2 separate regions of the Sus scrofa genome follow, and region 2 is linked to region 1. The links are chromatin contacts, called in public HiChIP or PLAC-seq maps. All regions are on one chromosome and are shown on one strand. The core of a region is the stretch at or near the end of the contact, and the rest is flanking DNA. Distances in the headings are between cores, read along the strand shown.

Evidence for each region. HiChIP or PLAC-seq counts read pairs in DNA pulled down with a chosen protein or histone mark.
Region 2: a contact with region 1 is called in an H3K27ac HiChIP or PLAC-seq map of alveolar macrophages. The contact joins two enhancer-like sites. A contact is called at or near these places in 4 of 47 Hi-C or Micro-C datasets (embryonic fibroblasts, epiblast stem cells and liver) and 2 of 2 datasets of contacts at active chromatin or transcription factors (alveolar macrophages and skeletal muscle).

What each region holds. Positions count from the first base shown.
Region 1 is chr7:112,572,225-112,579,373 of Sscrofa11.1, forward strand. RPS6KA5 (ribosomal protein S6 kinase alpha-5) reads right to left here. Exons shown (of 17, transcript XM_021099611.1): 14 at 6,118-6,309. Among named protein-coding and RNA genes, the nearest start is that of TTC7B, 57 kb to the left of the region's middle. Within about 2 kb of position 1,652, at least 1 of the 83 cell types and tissues checked has an H3K27ac peak or open chromatin away from gene starts, as enhancers often do. A contact at or near this core is called in alveolar macrophages, where this site is marked.
Region 2 is chr7:112,807,148-112,813,641 of Sscrofa11.1, forward strand. The region is part of intron 2 of C7H14orf159 (UPF0317 protein C14orf159 homolog, mitochondrial); the gene reads left to right. Among named protein-coding and RNA genes, the nearest start is that of C7H14orf159, 57 kb to the left of the region's middle. Within about 2 kb of position 3,369, at least 16 of the 83 cell types and tissues checked have an H3K27ac peak or open chromatin away from gene starts, as enhancers often do. A contact at or near this core is called in alveolar macrophages, where this site is marked.

The sequences.
Region 1 (7,149 bases), core at 402-2,901:
ACACTTTTGTAGTGAGTAGCGACCAACACAGTAACACCCCCGCCTTCCACTCTGGCCTCACTCTGTTTTCCCTTCTGTCTCTTTCTTCAGTTGGACGGCAGTGGGAACCCCATTCCCCAGTGTAACTGGGGTGTCAGACAGGAAGTCATGCAACTTCAAAGTCCCTTCCTAAGGTTCTGCTTTTGGGGTCACTGTTGGCACCAACTCTCGTAGCCTGGGTTCCCCAGAAAGCACACAATCTAAAGCAAAAGCTTATATACAATCATGTTAGGAAGGAGTACAGTCCCTGGGGAGGAGGTTTGAGGAGACAGGGACCAAGGCCCCCGCTAAAATGGCCCAGCAGGGATCAGGGGACACAATGCGAATGGATTCTGAGGATGCTGAACTGGGGTGGGCGGGTGGAACATAAGGCCTGACGGAGAAGAAATTATTGCCATGGAAACATTTTCTGAGACTCAGGATTCAACATCCTGGCAGGGCCACCTGGAGCCAGTGCTGGGAGTCGGCTGCAAAGGCTCCCTTGAAGCTGGGACAAAGCAGTGCACAGGGTCAGCAGATACACAGATTCATAAAGCTGCAGCAGCAGTCAAGATGCTGTGGACATGGCACGCTCAGAATCAACCCTAGGAAGTCCAGAAGTCACAGCAAATGACATGCACAGGAGCCTGTCACCTCCCTCTATTGCACCAAGGCTTCTTCCTTAACTCACATCTCTGGCCTCATCGAGGGGGGCTCCCCATGATCAAGAGCCACTGGCCTACACCACAGCCATAGCAACTCGGGATCCGAGCCGCGTCTTCGACCTACACCACAGCTCACAGCAATACCAGATCCTTAACCCACTGAGCAAGGGCAGGGATCAAACCCGCAACCTCATGGTTCCTAGTTGGATTTGTTAACCATTGCACCACGACGGGAACTCCTCAGCCTAAGAATTTTAAAGGCACACAGACATTCAGTTCCAGTTTCGAGAGGAAACTGGGCCTACCTTCTAGATGAGCTGGCCTGCTTTCAGGTGGGTGCAGTTGGCCTGTTAGAACATGAAAAGCTCAGTGAAGTCGCCCACTCAAGACAGTAGCCGGTGGGGCTGGGGGGCTGTCCTTGAGGACTGTGCTGAACCACTGATCAATGGCTGATCCACTGGTGTTGGGTCCCCCACTCTAGAGTCTAAGGGGGAAGGACCCATTATTCTATAATTACAGAAATCACATTGCCTGCTGCTGTGGCCTCGGGGTCTGTGAGATGTCTTGTGTCCGTGAACTCAAGCGATCGGCTCCTCTGGTCACAGGAGGGGGTCACTCAGTGCGCCTTCCGCCCTCCCTCCCTCTTTCCCTGCCTCCCTCCTGCCTCCCCGGGATGCTGCTACTCAGGAACAAGACAAAACATAAGCTTTAACTCTAGGTTCTGCTTCTAGGAAACCCAGACAGAACAGCTTTCTATTGTTGATAAACGTTGGACTCGTTTCCAGTTTGGGGCATTTTGAAACCTGCTGCCATATATCTTCTTGTCCATGTCTTTCGGACATAAAACCACGCATTTTTGCTGACTACATCCCTGAGACTGGAACTGCTGGCCTTTTGCTCTGTGTCTGTTCAGTAGGCACTGCCGAGTAGTTTTCCAAAATCTGCTCCACTTCCTCATCTCACCCTACTTCCTAACAGATATTATGTGGCTACATCCAAGAAAGTACCCTTTGCCTTATAGTTTTCTTGCTTTCTGATGTGTAAGAATTCAGCAGGCTGTTGGGGTGGAATTCTCCAATTTGGAAATACTTAAAGGAGACTGGTGATAGGGACTTTGTAGACAAGTCCCTTCTCTGGAAGAGGTAGAATTAAACAAACTTTAGGCTCCTCTCAACTCTAAGATCTTACAATTTAGTTGATGATCCTGGAAGCAACTTCTGTTAAGAATAATTCTGTGTCTGCAAACTGCAAGTGGTGCGGCAAGAAAGTATCTATATACCTACAGATATACATCTCTATATATCTGGGTGTGTGTGTGTATACACACATAAGAGGGAATTAGAAAGAAAGAGGAAGCAAATGTGGCGAAATGTCAAATGGTCACAGTGTTATTCTCCCACACTTTCTCCAGGTCTGAAATTTTAAAAATACAATTTTTGAAAGAGAGTGAAAAAATAAGAAATCCTGAATAAAACACTTGGCAGAAGTATGTTTTAAATGTTATTATATTCCACCCCATGGATATGCTATCCACACCTTTGGGCGGGCATATAATCCTATCCTACATTTATTAAATACTGTGTGTTAGGAACTGAATGGCTGTGTGCCTTTAAAATTCTTAGGCTGAGGAGTTCCCGTCGTGGTGCAATGGTTAACAAATCCAACTAGGAACCATGAGGTTGCGGGTTTGATCCCTGCCCTTGCTCAGTGGGTTAAGGATCTGGCATTGCTGTGAGCTGTGGTGTAGGTCGAAGACGCGGCTCGGATCCCGAGTTGCTGTGGCTGTGGTGTGGGCCAGTGGCTCAGCTCCAATTAGACCCCTAGCCTGGGAACCTCCACATGCCGCCAGAGCAGCCCTAGAAAAGGCAAAAAGACAATTAAATAAATAAATAAATAATTAATTAATTAAATTAAATTCTTAGGCTGAAGACCTAACCGTCAATGTGACTCGCATTTGTGGACAGGACCTTTATGGAGATAAAGGTAATGAGGTCATGAGTGTGGGGTCCTCCTCCAAGAGGATTAGTGTCCTAAGAGAAAGAGACCCCAGAGAGCTGGCTCTTGCTCTCTCTCTAAGCACATGCACTGAGGTGAGGTCATGTAAGGACACAGTGAACAGATGGCTGTTTGCAACCCAAGGGAGAAGCCCTCGCCAGATACCAACGGGGCTGGCACCTTGGCCCTGGACGTCTCAGCGCCCAGAACTGTGAAATAAATTTCTGTTGTTTAAGTCACCAGCCTGCAATATTTTGTTATGGTGGCCTGAGGCAGACTAAGATACTGCGTAAGTTCTATTTTAATTCACATCCTGTTCGTTTCCAATGAACTGCACATCCATGAGGTGGGCTAAGTTGTAATCAAAGCCAAATGATAAGACATGACCCATCTTCCTGAAGGAATTGTTTTACCCAATTGGGATAACAGATTGTTTACATACGAAAGGATCCACATTCATGTTTAGATGTGACATGTAAAAACGCCAGAGATAGAAGGCCAACCAGACGAAATAAATTTTGTGCTCACTATGCGATGACTCTGCCTGTGTATCTAGGTGCTCTGGAGATGGGTCCTCGTTTATATTGAAAAGTTTGCAAAACATTCTTTTTTGACAGTTTAAGGCAGGTGCTAACTTTGCTTTTCATCTGCAAGTAGTTCATTTTTGTATCCCTAAAAGGCAGGGATTTTTAAAAACCACAACTACAACTTATTATACCCAAGAACAATTAGCAGTAATTCCTTTGTAGCACCCAGTATCCAGGCAATATTCAAATTTCGCCAGCAGTGTTTTATACGTTGTATGAATATAATTACATTTGTATGATTTAGCATTTGAATTTAACATATAGAACTGAAATTAGAATTTGTCTGAATCAGAATTTAAGTAAGATGCAAACACTGTTTAAGTGTCTTTTCATCTACAGGTTCCCAGGCTTTTTTCTTATAATTTATTTGCTACAAACTGGGTTGTTTGTCTGTAGAACTTCCCACAGTCTGGATATTGTGACTGTATTCCTGTGGCATCGTTTAATCTGTTCCTTGTCCCCTGCTTCTGTTTAAAACTTGACAGCTAGATCTAGAGAGAGGCCTGGCTTCTCTCCATGCCATTATACAAAGTTATTTCCATAGACACGGCATTTGGAGGCCCCAAAATACCTGCCTGAATGTCTAAGACTGCCTTTTAAAACCTTAAAAAGCATGATAATTATAATTGGCCTGTATATAAGTAAGGACTCCTTTACAAAGGAGTCTTTGTAATCTTATTGCTAAAAATGAAAGGCTCTTTTTTTTCTTTTGTTTTTATTAAAGTATAGTTGATTTACAATGTTGTGCCAATTTCTGCTGTACGGCAAAGTGACCCAGTCATACATACATATACATTCTTTTCTCATGATGTCTTCCATCATGGTCTATCCCAGGAGACTGGATATAGTTCCCTATGCTGTGCAGTAGGACCTCACTGTTTATCCACTCTAAATGTAACAGTTTGGGATGGTCAGGGGGTTTGAGGTTGGTAGAAAGGCTCTTTTTTATTTAGATGATTTTTTTAGGAGAGTGCTACTAATGAAAATGTAATCAGTTTAAGTCAAACAAAACTCAAATCTATAGGAGTAAGCTGTTTATTTTTATTTAAAAATAATATTCATAAATATGCAATTTTAGTTTGAAAATTATAAATGATGATTTAAAATTGCTGAAGTAAAAACCGCACAAAGCTTACAAATAAAAGAATCATCCTGCAAGGACAACTGGCCACTGGGGGAAAACAAACTGACACCAAGATAAATCCCAGATGGAGTGCATAAGCATAAAAATAAAACATAATTCTAAAGGAAGATTTAAGAGAATATTTTTATAATCTTGGGTTGGGGTGGAGTGACAATCCGATATCAAAGCCAGATATCATAAGCCTGACATATCTTGCAACATAGAAATAAAAAAACTTCTCTATCTAAACCCCTCTAAAAACAAACTTAAAATCCCATATTACTACAAAGTTTTCAAAGAAATGACAAAGTGGAAAAAACATTTCCGATATTAATGGCAGATAAAGGATTCAAATTCTTAATAGAGCTTTCACCTTCCATAAGAAAAACTTCCCCATAGGAAAGTGGGCAAAGCTCATAAACAGCAATTTATAAAAAAAAGAAAATACAAATGTCTAGATACATGAAAAGATGCTCAAACTGAATGCTCATCAGAGGAACGCATGCAAATGATAACAACAGTAGGAAATAATTTAAGACTGAAATTGATAGTATCCAATGTATTCATATACAATTCATGAGAATATGATCTGGTAAACCCTTTAGAGGGAAATCCAGGCATCTGTGTCAAAATAAAGATGTGTTTATCTTTCTCCTAGGAATCTATTCTAAGGAAATCATGAGACAAATGCAAGCACATATATAAAAAATATTTGTGTTGCTTATAATTAGTGAAGGACTAGAAGATGCTAATGAAATGTTAAACTTCGGAGACTCAAACTACATATCTCCTTTGTCAAAAACCCTGAATATATATACAAATATAGAGAGAAAATTGTAGAAATACATAAAACATAAAATAGGGGAGGGATGGAAGGAGAGTAAGAGCTTACACAGTATTATCTCCATATGATGAGGTTATGAGTGATTTCACTTTGTTCCTTATATCTTTCTGTATTGTCTGAAAATTTCTCCCTGCATTACAAATTACATGCAGAAAAAGTAAAGCCATTTTGGGAAAAAAACATGCTGAGATTTTTCTAGCTTCCTGTTCTGTTTCTGATCCCACCTGCCAAGGACATTTTGTGAAAAGCAATGCTCACCATGATTACTATAAATTACTAAAAATATTTTACATTTTATCTATTAATTATTTTACCCTAAGAGATATTCTTTAATTACATCTTCAGTCTGAAAATCTCAGATGCATCTTCAGTCTGAAAATCTCAGATGATGATGATATATTTTTAAAATATTTTTCTATTATTGAGTCACTTTGCTATTTTCTTTTTTCTTTTTAATTTTTAAAATTATTATTATAGTTGATTTACAATGTTATGTCAATTTCCGCTATATAGCAAAGACCCAGTTTATATATATATACACACATATATATAATTTTGCCATCTTCATGTTATATCTAATATGCCTATCTTGTGAAAATATACTATTGCTTCTTTAAAAATATACAGATATATAAAACTGTAATTCATGTAAGACACAGTTGTCTTAAATATTCCAAAATAAACCAAAGGAAAAATGCCTACATTTTTCTCCAATGTTGAATTTGGAGAAATAGCCTTCAGTGAGGCCTTTTATTGGTTGTACAGTAAAGAAACCAATTTGCCAGGTTTTCTTCCCACACATTTAAGAAGAACAGCAAAAAGAGAGCCGAACAGAGGACATCAGAGAAGTGACTGGGTTTAATGGCTCTACTGCTAGGAACTCACCAAAATGACGCCCAAGCTCCAGAGGTCGCAGGACTCATCGTAGCCGTTGTGGTTCAAGAGCTCCGGGGCAGCATAATGAAGAGTGAAGCACGGCGTCTTCAGAGGCTGATTATCAGGTGGCTTTAAGCGTGCAAACCCGAAATCAATTACTTTAATTTCCAAATTGTCATTTTCATCAGTGAACAGCAAGTTCTGCAAGATACAAGCACTTGCATTAGTTCCTTCAACTGCCATTGAAATGTCAGGGGACTTGGTGATGCATTTATGCAACATTATCTGTCTATGTATGTACCTTGGATTCAGACACAGAGAAGTCTGACAGGGTGGGTCTGGGAGCTGGATGTCAGTATACTGCGGCTCTCTGCTTTATACTCTTCTGTATCATGTCAATTTTATAAGGGCACGTGCAAGCAGTCTCAATAGTTCCATGCCTCTCCTCTGTCTATACTTTTCCCTCGGCCTGTGTTTGTCTTCTGCTTCCTCCATACACCTGCCTTCCAACCTGGCTCTCAGGCACCTGCGCCTCATTCCACCAAACTGAAATTGGAAATTATTCTATTTTCTTCTAGCACTTACTTTTCTTTCCTGGCTCTTAGCAGCTCTGCATTATCAGTTCAATGTCTTCACCCATGTTAGACAATAATTCCTTAAGGGCAGTGACTGTATACTCACCTTCTTCATGACTCTCTCATGTAGCAGGCGCTTTGGTAAATATTTGTCCACTGAATGAAGTCATACATAAACCAATTAAATAGTATCTATTAAAGCCTCTTAAAGAATACATGTCAGAGACCTACATTTTAGAAATACTTTCTCTAAACTTGAACTTTTTTGAGACTGATGGATATTATCCCTCCATTACTCAAAAAACATTGTTATTTTGAACTGTTCCCTACACCTTCTCAATCACTGCTTTACTGACTACTTTTATATTTACCACTTGTTTAAAAAAATCTCACTGTACTGGTGTACCCATCACCACCTTTATTAGCCCATCCAGGTAGTACCCACAGTAAGTGAAGCTTAGAAATC
Region 2 (6,494 bases), core at 2,119-4,618, 240 kb after region 1:
CAGTAGTCTGTCAAAACTCAGCTCATGCAACACCTCCCAGAACATAACTGCCTAGTACTGTCATGGCAATGTCACGTGCCTCTTTCCCCGCTGGCAGCTGCAGTGCTTAAGTGCCCAACACAGAGAAGGTGCTTTATAAATGATAAAGGAAATGGACCTTTTTTAAAATTAAAAAAAAATTTTTTTATAGAAACGTTTAACTCTTACTCACAAAGCTCAATGCTTCAGGTTAAGCTGCACTGTAACAAATCTTCAGGGTTGGCCTTATTTATTCATTTATTCACTTAGGCCAAGCCCATGGCTTGCAGAAGTTCCTGGTCCAAGGATCAAACCGGCACCACAGCAGCAACCCCAGCGCTGCGGTGACAACACCGGATCCTTAACCCGCTGTGCCGCAAGAGAACTCCTGATTTTTAAAGAGAAGCATCATTTGGGGTTGGTAGATGCAAACTATTAACATTTAGAATGGTTAAGCAGTGGGGTCTACTGCACAGCACAGGGAACTGTGTCCTATCTCTTGGGGTAGAACATGATGGAAGATCGTATGAAAATATATGTTGTGTATGACTGGGTCACTATGCTGTACAGCAGAAATTGACACAACACTGTAAATCAACTACACTCTAGTAAAAAAGGATCATTTGACTTTAATAATCAGATATTTGGAGGCTGCACACCTAGCCGACTGAGGATGAGACAACTATGCCTCGCTAATGTGTCCCTCCTCCCTGCCGCTTCCCCCCACCCCACCCCGGGGTTCCTGCACTCACTCTGTGATTGCATTCAGCTCTGGGGTTCACCATGCAGCAGGACTCAAGGCTTGTGGTAGGGACTGCCCCCCCCGTGGGGGTAGCGGCTTGTTGGTTGGAGGTGGATTAGAGCTTCTGTCAACAGCATGGCTTTCCTCAACCAGAAGCACACTGAGGCTTGGAGAAAGTGCTGCTGGAAGGTGACACTGTCGCGTCCCAGGAGGGTTGGTTGTAACTCACTCTGATTCTGTGCTTGAACAGAAGCAAGTCTTCATGTTTTACAGAAGCCTTCCTTGTTTGTTATGATGCGATGTTACCTGCTGTGCTTGAAATGTACTTGCTTCCCAATCCGCCCTCTGCAGTGGCTGAGGTTCTCTCTCGTCGCTGGTAATCAACTGAGCATGTCGCATAAGGTAACTGGCTGGCTGTCCAGCTGTGTAGACTGAAGCAGATCCAGTGGCCCAGACCCTGAGAGCCAGACCTAGCAGGAGCCTCGTCCCTGTCGCCAAGAGAGTCCTCTATTTCTGCTGTTCTTCTGAGCCTGAGCTCTCACATGAATGAGGAGATCTGCTGGGATCGGGTACCTAACAGAATGTACAGATCAGGACCTGGGAGGTTTGCAAGTGGCAGTGCCAACTCAAAATGATCTTTGCAGGGAGTTCCCATTGTGGCTCAGTGGAAACGAATCCTGCTAGTATCCATGAGGATGCGGGTTTGATCCCTGGTCTCACTCAGTAGGTTAAGGATCTGGGATTGTGGTGAGCTGTGGCGTAGGTCAAAGATGCAGCTAGGATCTGGTGTTGCTGTGGCTGTGCTGTAGGCCAGCAGCTGCAGCTCTGATGCGACCCCTAGCCTGGGAACCTCCATATGCTACAGGCATGGCCCTAAAAAAGCAAAAAAAAAAAAAAAAAAAAAAATGCAAAAAGATAAATTTACCAACTCAGAAGTGGAAAAGGAGACCTGTAGTTAGGATGGCCCTTTGTAGGTCCAGGGATGGTGTATCATCAAGACCTGTCTCTCCCCTTCTCCCCTCTCTGCTTATTTCTCTATGGGCTCCTTCTCGGGCCACCTCTCTCCTGTGACTGACTTAGTCTCTTTGGGCTGCTAAAACAAAAATAGCACAGACTGGGTAGCTTAAACAACAGACATTTCTTTCTCACAGTTCAGGAGGCTGGGAGTCCAAGGTCAAGGCCCTGGTAGCTTTGGTGTCTGGCGAAAGCCCACTTCCGGTTCCTAGATGCTGTCTTCTCCATCTGTCCTCACATAATGGAAGCAGAAAAAGAGTTCTGTAGGGTCTTATAACGGTGCTAATCCCACTTGTGAAGTCCTCACTCTTCTGGCCTAATCATCCCCAGAGGCCCCACCACCTGATACCATCACACTGGGGGTTAGCATTTCAGTATGCGGCTTTGGGGGACACAGAAGCATTCAGTCCGCTGCAGTGACCATCCTCAAGCCAAACGCTGTGATCATGGGGAGGGCGTGTTTGGAGCAGTCACCTAGGTCTGAGATAGTGATTGACTGCCTTGCCAAGGGAGGGGCAGTCTTAACAATGTCTGGGCAGGTATTAATCTCTTAAGGCTGCTGCAACAAATCACACAGCTGGTGGCAAAAAACAGCAGAAATTTATCTCACCGTTCTGAGGAGCAGACATTCTAAATCAAGGTGTCAGCAGGGCCACACGCCCTCGGAAGACGCTAGGGCATGATTCCTCCTCGCCTCCTCCAGCTCCTTTGGCCCCAGGCAGTCCCCAGTGTCCCTTACTTTCTAGCTGCATTGCACCAACCCCTGCCTCCGTCTTCACATGACCGCCCCTAGTACAAGTGTCCGGTCTCTGTCTTCTCCTCGTACAAGGGCACCTGTCCCTGGAGTCAAGGCCCACTCGATTAATCCACAATGATCTCATCTCCAGATCTTTTGCTTAATTACATCTGTAAAGACCCCGTTTCCAAATCAGATCCCATTCACAGAGGCTGGAAGTTAGGACTTGGGCATATCTTTGGGGAGGTGGGGGTGTGTGTATAATTCAACCCATGACAGGGCAGAAAGAAAGGGATAGATAACCATGACATTCTGCCCCTAGACTTCCTACCATCCGCCATGCCCTCTTCCCATATAAACAATTTCCAAAATGCAACCCCCCCACCCCACCCCCGCCCCTGCAACATGGCACAGGCTGCCTGTGTAAAACCAAAGCTGGCAGGTGTGCTTTCTTCTTGATCAGGTCTGGATGTTGCTCTTAATAATCTGTCAACTGACAGCTTAATGATCAATTTAAACGCCCCCAGCATTTAATAATGGAGAGAAAGTAAGATACTTGGAATAAAAACCACCGGCGTTTAGTAAAGGGGAGAAGGGGAAACATCACTCATCCGACATCCCACGGAGGGGGATGGGCAAGGAGCCACTTCGTTATCTCCGGAAAGATGTGAGCTCCTCAATCAGCCAGGGGTGCCTGGGGTTCTGTTTCTAGAAGACGCTCCCTTGTCCATGGCCCTCCATGGGCGGCCTCAGAGAGACCGTGCCTTCCAGAAACTGTAAACTCTAGCAGGCCCCCTATTTGAGGACATGAGGGCTGATGTCTGGGTCTGGCCCCGGCGCTTAAGCAATCTCAGGCTGTGGTTTGCTGGACTGGGATGTGTCTGGCCTCTGACCCTCTTAAACCCTCAGACAATTGCTGGGAAGATAGCTTTCTGATAACTCCATGAGCTGCCTACCAGACCCAGAACCCAGACAAGTCATGCTCTGGAATCTGGACCCTGTCCTCCCCATGTCTAGCTCCTAACCACCGTCTCGGGGCTCTGGCCTCGCCTAGCCTTCATTTAGACTTTGTCCCTTTGGCCTCTGGCCTGGACACACTGGGTTGGAGGTCAGGGGAGGCAGGACTAATCTGGCCGCTTGCCTTCAGGTGCTTTCCCAGTGGACAGCCACCTACAGTGGGGGTAACAGCCACTTCAGTCAGGTAGGGGGTATCCAGCAGGAGCTGCTAGAGAGGGAGCCACCCTCTGCAAGGTCCCTCTCCTGTCTCCCTCTGTGTTTTTCCCTCTCCCAGCCTGTGCTTGCACCAGCTTTAGCCTGGAGCAGGGATTTGTCTGTTGCAATCCTTAAAGATGATTTTCTGGCTCTCAGCTCCGTTGAATTAAGTTGAATTACTGGCCACAGGCAGAAAGAGACTTTGTTTTCCCCTTTCCCTGCTTTTAGAAAGGCCAGCTGAAACTCGAGGTTGTCTTTTATTATGGAATATCACTAAAGGCTGAAGAAATGGTCAACACATCCCAGTAATCAGGTTTTTTGTTTTTTTTTTTTTTTTCTTAAAAAAAAGCCTCTAAAGTTACCTCACTGGGCATGTGGTTTGATTCACCAAATTCAACGGGAGAGTTTTTAGCGACTTTGCTCTTCTGAACAGATATTGCTTACTTCCTGGTCAGGGATGGGGGGGCTCCACACTGTCCTGCTCCCCACCACCACACAACCAACTTTGTATATTGGAGGCTCACAAACCCCACTCCTCATACAAAATTCGATGCTACTTAGGACACTTTTTTTTTTATAATTTTTTTATTTTCCCACTGTACAGCAAGGGGGTCAGGTTATCCTTACATGTATACATTACAATTACATTTTTTCCCCCAACCTTTCTTCTGTTGCAACATGAGTATCTAGACAAAGTTCTCAATGCTATTCAGCAGGATCTCCTTGTAAATCTATTCTAAGTTGTGTCTGATAAGCCCAAGCTCCCGATCCCTCCCACTCCCTCCCCCTCCCATCAGGCAGCCACAAGTCTCTTTTCCAAGTCCATGATTTTCTTTTCTGAGGAGATGTTCATTTGTGCTGGATATTAGATTCCAGTTATAAGTGATATCATATGGTATTTGTCTTTGTCTTTCTGGCTCATTTCACTCAGTATGAGATTCTCTAGTTCCATCCATGTTGCTGCAAATGGCATTATGTCATTCTTTTTATGGCTGAGTAGTATTCCATTGTGTATATATATATCACATCTTCTGAATCCAATCATCTGTTGATGGAAATTTGGGTTGTTTCCATGTCCTGGCTATTGTGAATAGTGCTACAATGAACATGCGGGTGCACGTGTCTCTTTTAAGTAGAGCTTTGTCCGGATAGATGCCCAAGAGTGGGATTGTGGGGTTAGGACACTTTTGATTGCAACTGGATCTGCAACTGGCTACTTAGGAATGGGAATCAGGAATGGCTGGATCCAGACATTCAGTGATGACTCTGTCTCTCTCTACCCCACTGTGATTCTTCAGTCCTCTTTTCTGCTTTTCTCTATGCTGGCCTCATTTGCAGGCTGATTTTCAAGAAGCTGTAGGTTTGCTCTGCAAATAGTAATCCCACCTCTTTCTTGATTTTTCCAACAGAAAGGCAGTGATGGCTCTGAGTGGGCCAACTTGGAACTTCTGTTCTTCCCTGTATTAATCACTGAGGCCAGATAAGTAGAAATATCCCCAAGAGCTGGTCTGAGTAACATGCCCACCAAGGATGGGACAGGTAATGCCATGGTCCCTCTGGATTGGAGGAAAAGTAGCTTCTGAAAGGAAAAAAAAAAATCCTGGGGAGGCAAAAGTTAAGTGGTCAGGGGCTGGGCCTCTGAGCTGGCTCTTGATTTGCATTTTCCTGATAGTCAAGAGCATGCTGCCTGCCTAGCCTTTGCCTGCACCCTCAAGGGATTTGATCCTCTTTCTGCATTCTTAGCCATCACCAATAGCTTTTTCATCCTTTTACTTTTTTAAAAAAATTGTGAAATATATCATACATAGATATAAACCATATGTTCGGCTTAAAGAATAATAGATCAAACACCTGCATCCCCACCACCCAAGTTAAGAAGTAGGACAGTGTCATTCTCTCAGTGTCACCTCTGACTACTCCTTCCCAGTTACATACCCTTCCATCAGAGGGAAACTATACAGAACTTGGTGCTCATCATCCCATGCTTTTATTTATAGTTTTACTACACAACACACATACTCACATATACACACTCACACACACACTTCCACACTTAAATCTCTAAGTAATATAGTGTTTGGTTTTGCAGAGTATAGATGCCTATTTTTAATACTATTTTTAACAACACAATACATATTCTTCTGTGACTTCTTTTATTCAACATTATGTTTTTGAGATTTGTTGGTATTTACAAGTAGCTACTGTTCACTTTTCAGTGCTGTATAATAGTCTAGAATGTGATTATCCCACATTGTATGTATCTAGTCTACTCTTCTGGGTACATACCCATGAGTGACATTTATAGGTTTAAGTGAGTGCATGTCTTCAGCTCTCCTGGATATTGCTAATTATTTTCCCAAAGTGATTATAACAATCTATACATCCACCAGCAGTAAGTGGATGATAGTGTTTTGGTTGATTTCATTCTGGCTAGATTTAATTTTTGTCAATCCAGTGGGTGTGGGCTCTGTCTCACTGTGGTTATAGTTTGCACTTACTTGATTACTATTGAAGCAGAGAAACTTTTCATGTTTATGGATCATCTGTTTTTTTCCTCTGCTGTGAAATGCCTGTTTGTGTCTTTCCCTCTATTTTCTAATGAGCTCTTGGTATTTTTTTAATTGATTCATAAGAACTCTTTATATTTTGTAGATTATAATCCTATGTTGGTTTTAGGGTTTTGTTTTTGTTTTTGTTTTGCCTTTTTTGTCTTTTTAGGGCTGCTCCCATGGCATATGGAGGTTCCCAGGCTAGGGGTCAAATCGGAGCTGT